2 separate regions of the Takifugu rubripes genome follow, and region 1 is linked to region 2. The links are chromatin contacts, called in public Hi-C maps. All regions are on one chromosome and are shown on one strand. Each heading gives the region's core, a stretch centred on a gene start, on an enhancer-like site or on the middle of the called end of the contact. The rest is flanking DNA. Distances are from core to core; before and after follow the strand shown. Region 1 holds the start of LOC105416341. Region 2 holds the start of LOC115249586 (myelin and lymphocyte protein).

What was found. A called contact is a pair of places that touch in the nucleus more often than the background predicts.
Region 1: a Hi-C map of an unstated tissue shows a contact between it and region 2, with 4 times the contacts expected there. The contact joins the promoter of LOC105416341 here to the promoter of LOC115249586 in region 2. A contact is called at or near these places in 2 of 2 Hi-C or Micro-C datasets (muscle and an unstated tissue).

Annotation. Positions count from the first base shown.
Region 1 is chr4:6,777,748-6,783,018 of fTakRub1.2, reverse strand. It overlaps LOC105416341, which reads left to right and starts at 3,850. Exons shown (of 7, transcript XM_011603104.2): 1 at 3,850-4,011; 2 at 4,241-4,467; 3 at 4,654-4,845; 4 at 4,923-5,089; 5 at 5,212-5,271. The coding sequence starts at 4,282. It overlaps thumpd2 (THUMP domain containing 2), which reads right to left and starts at 2,009. Exons shown (of 11, transcript XM_011603103.2): 1 at 1,784-2,009; 2 at 1,305-1,443; 3 at 891-1,202; 4 at 690-817; 5 at 434-511; 6 at 295-347; 7 at 94-181. The coding sequence starts at 1,894.
Region 2 is chr4:6,624,880-6,630,107 of fTakRub1.2, reverse strand. It overlaps LOC115249586 (myelin and lymphocyte protein), which reads right to left and starts at 2,757. Exons shown (of 4, transcript XM_029835341.1): 1 at 2,366-2,757; 2 at 1,337-1,504; 3 at 1,124-1,249; 4 at 1-655. The coding sequence starts at 2,458. The coding sequence ends at 581. LOC115249585 (myelin and lymphocyte protein-like) reads right to left here. Exons shown (of 7, transcript XM_029835340.1): 4 at 4,806-4,970; 5 at 4,411-4,581; 6 at 3,996-4,115; 7 at 3,223-3,695. The coding sequence ends at 4,038.

The sequences.
Region 1 (5,271 bases), core at 2,601-5,100, 150 kb before region 2:
ATGTAGCGTGAAGTCTTAAAATGTCTTTATGTACAAAACCACTTTGTTTTAAAATTAATAGTTAAAGAAGACGCAGGCAATAAGTATCGGTACCTGTATCTGAGCCAATGAGGCGATGGCCCAGGCTATAGTGGACCTTAGTCCAGTATTTTTAATGTAACATCTGTTCGCCAGAGGTAACCTGAGGGATGGAGACAGAAAATCATTTAAAAGAGAAACATTGTTCTTCCTCATCATGTGCTAGAGCCAACAGATGCCAACATAGTTATTATTGATGAGTTAAAGATCAGAAACCTGCTTAATGGGATCCCCATCAGGCAATGATCATCACTCAAATGAATGTTCACCTGCAGCAGAGAGCAAACCAAAATAAGAGAAGAGAAGAGAAGAGAAGAGAAGAGAAGAGAAGAGAAGAGAAGAGAAGAGAAGAGACCTCTAATTGTGGATTCTTCAGGTCAGTCTTCCAGCCAAGGTGTCTGCTCAAACCTACTCCAATTACTTTGCTCACCTCCTAAGTTAGATACAGAATACCAAAGCATAATATCACATATAATTTATAGCCACCGTAGAACTGCACACACATGACAAATGGAAATAAATAAATATGTATCATGTTTTGAATGCTTTCTGTAGTAGCGACTTATTGATTATTTCCTTGATATTATATTTAGAAGAGATGTCAGTTCTACCTGTGGAGTGAAGCATCGAGACAAAGATCCACTACACTTGCAGTTGATTCTGAATGAGATTGGGGCAGAAGGAAGCTGGGTCGTACTGAGTCGCATTGGAATCTGACTTGCTTCTCCAGAAGTATTAGCTGATCATGAAAGCATAATAAATGAAAGTGAAAAGAAATTAAATAAATCTGAAAATCTAAAATCACTTCTCACCTTTTTTTGCGTCGTCTTTAGATTGGTCCGTTAAAGTATTGTGCCTATTCCTAATGCCACTAGTATTTTCCTGCGGTGGAAAGGTCCACTTCTCCTCATCAACATCATCATCTCTCTTTCTCTTCTTTCCCGTTCCAGATGGTTCATTCCTCTTTTGAACAACACTATCTTCTCTTGTACTTCCTTTTGATAGCCTGACAGGATACGATCTGTATACCATCTCCCTCTGCAGGCGAGTCCATGTCCTTACAGCGCTGGTCCACTGCTCAATGTCCCCCAAAAGTCGGGACTGCAACGCGGAGGCTGCTTTTGCTGTTGACGTTATCAAGAGCAATTTCAAGACCAAGAAAATCCCGTAAAGGCCTGAAAGTTAGTGCCGAATCTGCGCCTTTGATGTGTTTGCTGTTCTGGTACCTGGGTTTGTCTTTGCCGTAATGGAAACTGGGTGGTCTTGTTTCAGGAAAAGGAAAATTCTCTCTGCAGCTTTCAGCTGACAAAGTCTGTTAACATCAGCAGTGGAGCTGAATATCACTTTACCTGGGATCTGATAAACCTGACCACACGAAAGAAAAAGACACAGAAATAATGACAAAATATGACACAGCCTAAACATAACAAAAGAAAAATATTAAAATGAAAAATGAGGCGCCCTGTTATAGATAAGCGTAAGATAATATGAATAAAATCCTCCGAAGAAGAAAACATCGTTTTAAAAACAACCATTTAATATGTACATTTTAAAGAATCCTTAATAATTAATAATCCGAAATAACAACCAGATCCAGATTATTTTTAAAAAAAAAGTAATTTTCAACTATTGAAAAAACGTGATCAAACAGCGTTTTTATTACATGTTAAAAACTCTGAAACTGGGCAGATTTTCGGACACTCACATCTTCAGCCGCCAGATTCTTCTTCAACTCTTCAAGTAAAAAAAGTTCCATCCCTTTACCAGCAGTGCAGTAATAACGAATTAAATTTCCATCGTTTTTCGATTCAGCCATTCTGCATCTACAAAGTATTTAACTCAACAAAACATCCAACTCAGCTTCTACAGGGTGCATCTTCTACTTCACAGGTGTTCCGCCATATTGGAATAGTTGTTTACACCGGAAACGGAAATGACTTTTCAGAATACAATGACCCCATACGGCCAATAGATGTCTCTCTTTCACAGTGGATAACGGCACTGATGATCGATCATCGAGCGCATTTGTTTAATTCAATTTTTTTTTAAAGATAACTCTCCATACGTGTGACTAATTAACTGTAAAATGTGCCCAAATCATATTATATCGATTTGATTTTCATTAAATTGTAATAAAGGAATTTAGTAAAGATACATTTTATAGTTATTATCAGGGTTTTTAAAATTATTATTTCGTAACTGCTTCCTTTACACGTAGAGTATTTCGTCAAACATGCACCAAGAACCCTTAAGTGTTATGCTGTGTGCCGCATTTGAATCTGAGTGCGAAATATGTTCAGCTCTGCTGCATTGTCGCCTGCAGGCAGATGTGAACAGGTGTTCTTCCAAATCAGGAGAGGAAGGAGACTTTTAAATTCTGCAGCATAAATTAAGACTTTGGTTTTAGAAGTTAGTTTTTCCTCTAAAGGTTATTTCTTTTTTGTCAATATTCCTGTAAAAAAAAAAAAAAATTTGGTCGCTGTTTTTCTTCTGGCCTATGACTGTCTATGACTTCACTCATCTACTACTATTATGAAGAATAATTACTGTGACCTGTTGGCACTCTCTCACTAAACTCTCATGCATAATGGATAACTGACTATAAAAACCAATGGACCATTACTAAAGTTGCATAAAAAGTAATTTATGTCAACAATGTTGCAGCACGATATGGTACTCATTTTTCAATGTTCTACAATTTCCCTTTAGTTTATTCTGTGATGACTTTCATCAAGTCATAATATTAGTTGTACCCATGCAGAAAGAAGACATTAATACTCCTCTGAACAGCTGCCACATGCAATAATTAGACCCAGTGCTACAAACCAATTGCAACAGCTCCACAATATGAATGCTGTCTGGCACAGCAGCCCATGTGTGATATATTGCAGGACATTAAACTTGTTTTTATTCTCATCTTTACCCAATAAATCATCAGAGAGGATAGAGTACATAAGGGGAAAAAGAAGAGCAAAATAATAATGATGGGAGGATTGTTGAGAAAAGCAAAAAATATGGGAGGCAGATGCTTTGTTTACAACCTTGCACTGGTGGGTTAATTAGTGAAGCCTTGAAAGAGCTTAAGGGTGGTGTGTTTGAACATTTACAATAACACATTGGACATAAATTGCCTTTTTACAGATTTAAAGAACATTTTCCATTGTGCCATAAACCTCATTAAACTACCTATAGGACAACTTAAAAATACAGCTGGACCCTCACAAAAGAGGTAAAACAAGAGTTACAAAGTTAGAATAATTCCAAGGCCAAATGGGATGCTTCATGAAATAATAATCAAATTTAAAAAAAACCCAAAAAAAACGAGCAACACTACAATTCTTTTTCTGCAGGTGCATACAAAACTCCATGGCAATGCGCCTGCTTTTGTCCTAGTTAACAAAGATCAGTTACACTACATAAAGTCCCAAATCCCCTTGCTCCATATTTTATCAACTAAAAACATCACTGCACCAAAAAGCTGCTCTATTTAGTCCTATAAAAAAGGAGAGAGCCCTTGGCCTCCTTTTTGTCAATGTTACGCTGAAAAACCAAGCTGCGATTTGCATCTGATTTTCAGCTATTCGGTTGATTCCCAAGTTACTGTATTGCTTTAATTAATAATAAAACTGTGGAGTAAAACCCTGCTCTAGTTAGTTTTATTTCAGATTCAACAATATTTTACATGAAGATCTCATAAACATCTTCATGGCACTTCCGTACCACATGACTTGTAGTTCCAATTAACGCCGTTGAGGGGCGGTGTGGGCTAATGCTGCGCTCCAGCCCGCTCCCGTGTTGTCTTGTTTAATCTCCTCAGCTGCAGCAGGCAGGCGCGGAAGAAAGTAAATAAAAGCGAAAACACTGGAATAGCGCAACTCCCTGCCTGTTAGAGCGAAAGTAACTGCGCCAGAAGATCGCCAACTGCACTGGAAGGTCGGTCTGGATGTTCTATTACCGTTCCTGAGCTAAAGGTTCTATTATAAGTCACATACTGTAGCATACCTTTAATAGTGCCCACTCAATACCGTGTGTTACATCACGGAAGGTATCCTAATCATCATTATGTAGATGGCTCAGAGTTGAACTGTTTGTAATGTCAATTTGGTTACAGGTTTAAAACCCACACAAATGCATCGAATATTCTATTTCGTTTTGTTTTCAGATGCCGTCATAAATTTCTGTTTGGTCTCCTCCCATATCATCATGGGCCAAGTTTTGTCAACAGAAAACGATGTTTCTCAGTCGAAGGAGGCAGTTGGATCTGTTCTTTATGATGCCATGTTGGAGGGCGATGCCGTGCCGGACCTTGGAGTTGTCCACCCTCTCCTCCTGGCCAGTCAGGATGAGAGCATTAACCCCGGGTCCCATCTTCAGGAACAGCTGCGTCATGTTAATAGATTTTACTCTCTCTAAAATGCAGTGGTCTTAAAATTAATTTCACTTTGAAAGTAAAGCAGGATGTTTACAGTCAGTTAACAAATAAAAGTATAAATACACCTAAATTGATATGTAATATGTGATTCTTTGTAGGATTTAAATGGCGAGCGATCATATCACCTTCCTTTTCTTCTCCAGCTGCAGAGTGACATTGGTGACAGGGCGCCTGCCTACCTGAGGGATCTGATTAGCCGTCTGTCAACCTTCTCTGATGAGCCCCGCCTGGCTGGCCTTGTGGGATTCGTGGTCACGTTGTTGGTGGATATGGTCTACACGTCATCAAAACATTCAAATGTGAGAGGAAAGATGGCAGGGTTATCATCAAGCCAGGTAAATCTTTTCAGGCAAAGGTGATGAAAGGATAGTTAATTTTACAATATTCATGCATAAATCATTAACTCCTGCAGAAAGTCTGGGAACTCCAGGAAGTGATGGAAGAGTATCTGAAGCGTTTTAGAATCAACCTGACTGACAGAAACAAGCTGATTCAGGATACCGTCAGACTTGAGGCCCAGTTTAGCCTCATTCTCACCCAGCTGAAGACCCGTCTAATTGCAGGCGACTGTGATTCCAGGTAATATAAAAGATAATAAATGCAGCAGAATCTGCATTTACCACTGCTGTGGTTACTGCTTAAATTTAGAATGACTGCACCTGCCTGACTGCTCTTTTGTTTTACCTTTCTGGTCCTTTTAGGTCTTTGAAGCACTGGGCCAGTGGAGCTGCTTTTAACGTCCAGATGTTGGTTCATCTTTC
Region 2 (5,228 bases), core at 1,508-4,007:
TATGGAACCAGTAAGCTGCAGTCTTCCTTTCTATAAATTATTGAACTCTTCCTTCATGCTGCCTTTAGGAAATGACCTGTAATTTAACATTGAATGTACTATTTATTTAAGGTAATTCATATTTAATTTCATATTTGTGTTAGCTGTATTTTAGCTGCTTGAGGTCCCGATACTCATTATCATTGAGACTGATTCAATCATATGTTAACTATCTAAACATTTATATAAAAACTCTGAAAGGCTCCACAGAATCATGTAAAGGTGTAGTTCCTATCAAATGCTGGTTGTTAATGTTAGTGACCATTTAGGATATTGAAATGTCAGTAAAACATGTGTCCCAATAACAAACAATTCATATACATGTGCATAAGAGCAATTTTGTCCTTCAATACTTTGTGTTTTGCACATTCTGACCTGTTTACTATCACTAAACATGAAATGTATGAAAACGAGATCTAAAAAGGTCAATCTCAACAGAATATCTTGGGACGGTTCAGTGTTTACCAGCCCTCTCTCTCTCTCTCTCTTCTTTCTCACACACATACACACAGTTCGCAGCGGTTCTTGACACTCGAAGCAATCAGAAATGTTTCCATCGGATGGATGAGAGGATGGTGTGGATGAAGTAGAGGAGTGTAGCAACGTAGGCAAAGACCTGAAACATTCACAAACACATCTTAAAACTCACCAGTTCTGAGGAACCATGAGACTGAAAAAAACAAACGCATTTCTCTGCTGTTGTTTCGTCATAGTGATGGTAATTATTATCCGTCCGCATGCACACGAGCTCTAATTCAAGCTCCTTTCTTTGCTCCGGTTTTCCAGCTCTGAAGCAACACCGCTCTTAAGGGTTTTGCAGGTGAAAGGACGACATCACATCACACTTTTGTGTTGCTGCCGCTGGAGGAAAAGAGGAAAGTCCCCTCTTTGCTCTGTGTGCACGTCCTCACAATCACCAAACAAGCACACGGATGAAGTCATTTAGCTCTAAAACACATGAGTGTTTGTCCCACAAACAGGATGTCAGGTGATGCTAATCTACGCCAACTACTGTAGAGTTAAAACGTGTGCCTGTTTGGCCTGTTTACGCGCTAAATACGTCATCTGGAAATGTGCTTCTCACCACAGCAGCAATGTCAATCTGGTAGACTTTGAACGGGCCAACACTCTTCCTCAGCAGCGTGATATAAGCCAAGATCACCGCTGCGCTCAGGTAGAAAAACGTTGCCAGTCCGTGATAAGCAAAGTCCTGGACACAAACAGAACAGGATCACACGGTCAGTCTCATTTTCTCAGCGTCGTCTTTTGATCCCACTCATCTGGACCCGTGTCTTACAGCGGCGGCCCAGCCAGAGCTGTTCTTGTGGCATCCGGCCATGAAGATGATCATCCACAGGAAGGTCATGACGAAGCAGAAGACGGAGACAAACATCACCCATCCCAGAGGGTTTGGTGGAACCACGTGATTCGACGCCACCAGGATCCACACCAGACCGCCAAACACCTGAAAAATGTTTCACAGGGCTGATCTGAAGACGTGTTGGATTACGTCTGTGATCCTGTGTTCCACATAGATTCAACAGGAGGTTTTGCTCCTAGTCAGTCGAGTGAAGCGACCTGTTTGACTAAATTACATTGATATTACAGCTACATTAATTAACTCACTTTGCCATTGAATAGTGAATAATAGCATAGTTCTAACAATGTAATAAAGCCATTAGAGCTGAAACGTGAGTTTGATCCTGATAAAACCGTTTCCTGTTCCAAACTGCTAAGACAACTGTTTTGAGCGCTGGCTGTGTTTTTACTGCCTTCACCACCGTTACGCTGTTGTTGTTGTTTAAACTTTACCCGCAAACAAGTCGGCATTTAAATAGACCAGAACCATACGACAAAATTGCTCTCCAGCCTGAGCAAATCCAGATTAAACGTCCCTTTGACCAACAGGTCAGACATTTGCTCTGCAAACGTGACTCCTCACAGAGCATTTTGGCTCCTGACCCTACCTTTGAAAAACAAACGGATAAATAAATCCTAAATCCGACCTGTTAGTGGAGGTGGCGTCACCCTTTTCTTGGCGTGGAGTTGGCCACATTCTTTCTCAGATGAGTCTCACTAATACAATACGAATGAAACTTGAGAGGTGAAGGGGCCACTCCCAGACTGGGAATATGTTCCATCAGCCTTCTAGATGAACATTTTCCCTTCACACTTCTCCTCCAAGATGGTTCTGCACGGAATTGATGTCCTGCCGGACATTTTTTCCACGCATATACCAACAGAATTGTATGAGGTCATCATGAAATATCAGTATTGTTCTTGATATTTGTCCTCCAAGGTCACTGCTCTGGTAGAGCCTACTCACCAGTTCAGGCAGGTAAAATATGTCCGGGGCTGTGGTGCATATTCCCAGTCCGCTGGGAAGGCTTCCCATAGCCTGAGTTGTAGTTGCAGCCATCTCTGTCCCGGTGCTGAGTCAACAACCACCTGCACGTCTTCTGTGGGGAACTGGAGCTGCAGCAGGTGTTTCTGACATTTATAGGAGGGCTCAGTGAGCAGACAAAACCTGTTCCCTTCCCACAACAGTTCCTGACACCGCCCTTGGTCTTCCAGCCCGCCTGGATGTGGAAGAGGTGACCTGTGATGGGGTACTGAAGCAGCCAGAAGAGGAATTCCGTGCCCTGCGGCTACAGCTTGTGCAGAGGAATAATGTGCCTTGTTGCCGCTGAGTAAACACATAGCTCACCGGCTCTGCTTGGTGCAACTTTATGAGCCTCTCAGTCTGTTATCTCAGCGCTTTGTTTGTTTTGGGGCTACGATGAGGGTTTCTTAGAAAAACCTAGCAGCTAATACTTTTTTTAAATGTATTGATAAGCAGCACTTTGAAGCTCTGCACAGCTTTAAAGTGGAACTTATCAACATTCTTGTTATGTGTGTAGTGGGGGGAGGGGGGCAGGGGTGGGGCTGGGGGGCACTTTAGTCAGATTCTAAGTCTGCCACTGACTAGTTCCGGAATTATTTCAGCTGATAACCCCTCCTAGGTTTGCGTTATATGTGTAATACCATCATCAGACAGTATGTGTCAGTACTGAACAAATGTGTAATAATACATGCAGAAATGGTTTGAAATGTTAATCACAGAAATTCAAATTTTCTCATTAGCAGAGATCAAATATCTATACAGCAGTTATGAGGAGTAATGATTCAGTTCTGACATGAATGTCATGTTTCATTTATTTATTTATATCATTCAGTTGAGTCAGTCAAGTGTTTGAAAGAATAACAATTTTACAAATTGTTTCATATGAAGACATGCATGAATGTGGTAAATTTAGACAGACATCTTTGACAGCAAAGACCAAATACATTATTATGTATATTACGTATTATAACAGAATGCCATATTTTATATTTACAATCAGCTTTACTTAATTATATATAAAAGTGACTATCAGCTGCTTCAATGTCTATTTTTTGTGTTGAAATAGAATTTAAAACTATATTGCACTTGCTTCTATTAGTGCTTAAATATAATTTAAAAAAAAATAAATCTCTTCCTTGCCCTCCTGGGCGGTGCCTCCTTCCTTCAGATTTGGGTCCTCTATCAGAGGGAGTCTGAGGGTTCTGCGCAGGATCTTAGCTGTTCCTAGGACTGCGCTCTTCTGGACAGAGATCTCTGATGTGGTTCCTGGTATCTGTTGGAGCCATCTACTCAGCTTGGGTGTTACTGCCCCTACTGTCCCAATCACTACTGGGACCACTGTTGCCTTAATGCTACATTATAAAATCATAATTCATTGAATTAACTGTGTAACTATATGCTATTAAAATGTAATAACTAAACAATGTTAAATGTTTATTCAGAATTTCAAATTAATTAATTTATAAACAGTTATAATTATGTGATACTTATTAACAACTTGCTACCCACTCATTTATTTGAGGTTTTTAATACACTTTTTTCTTATTTTCTGGCCTAACTAAGAACTTCTCACCAGTAAGGTGGCTTTCTTGTAACGGAGAGGACCAGGTTTGTTCTATCTGGATTTGTGCCAGCGTCTTGCAGAGAAAATGGCATGGAGGAAGTAGAGAAGTGTGGCTAGATAAGACATCACCTGAAAATACACACACAGAGTCATAAATGAGCACCGAGTTTGAGGTTAGTGTGGGGGAAAATTAAAAGCCTCCTTAAAGTCCCTACAAGGGCAGCAGAGCTAAACACTGTGTGTGTATGTGTGTGTCAAATGTCTGTTCGAGGCTTGAAGTATAGTTGTAAGAGGGAGGTTAGAGTTGGCCAGGGTGGGGGCCAGAGGGTCGATTGGGGTGGTTTGGGCTAGGGTAGTAGCTGGGTAACGTATTATGTACCCGCAAAGATAGAAATAGGAGAATGTGTGTGGATGTGTCTCATACCACTGCAGCGATGTCCAGCCTATAGATTTTTAGAAGGTCAGAGGTCAGAACGTTAACAATCAGGTTGCCAGGGGCGATGGTCATGCCCCACCCCTTCAGCAGAGTGATGTAGGCCAGGATGACAGAAGCACTCAGATACAGGACCACAGCTACAAAATGATACCCTACATCCTGTGGAGGGAGTGGGGTGGGGGTGGGTGGGGCACATAGAAACACACAAACAAACCCATCAGTTCTGTGGGAAAACATCCGTTAATGTCTGTTTGGACGTTCCAAAAGGCTTTTGCCTGCGGCCCAACCTCATGGCTTCACCAGTCAAACATGACACACCTGAAAGACCTGACATGCTCAGTTTCCTGGTGAATAATGATCGAGGAGCAACTACAGGGTCTTACCAAGGAATTCCAGAACTTCCTCTGATTGTGGCCTAAAATGAAGAAGAAGAAGAAGATTGTGGTCATCACGAAGCAGAAAACAGACACAAACATGACCCAGCCCAGAGGGTTGTCTGGGTAGACATGCGTTGATGCCACCAGGATCCACACCAGACCTCCAAAGACCTGTGGGGACAGGAAGGGGGGATAGGGGGAACAGGTTTGTTAGCTCTTGTCTCTAATACTGCCTTGGATAATTTAATGCAACTTTATAAACTCTCTGTTACAGTATAGAGAAGACCCGAGCAAGGAAAAACTCCCTTTAACAGGAAGAAACCATGAGTAGGATCACATTTCTTCTCTTTTGTAAGAGTTATTCCAACTCCCGTAGCTGATGCTCAGCAACATGTTTCCACCACCTCAGAATCCCAGCATTTTAATAAA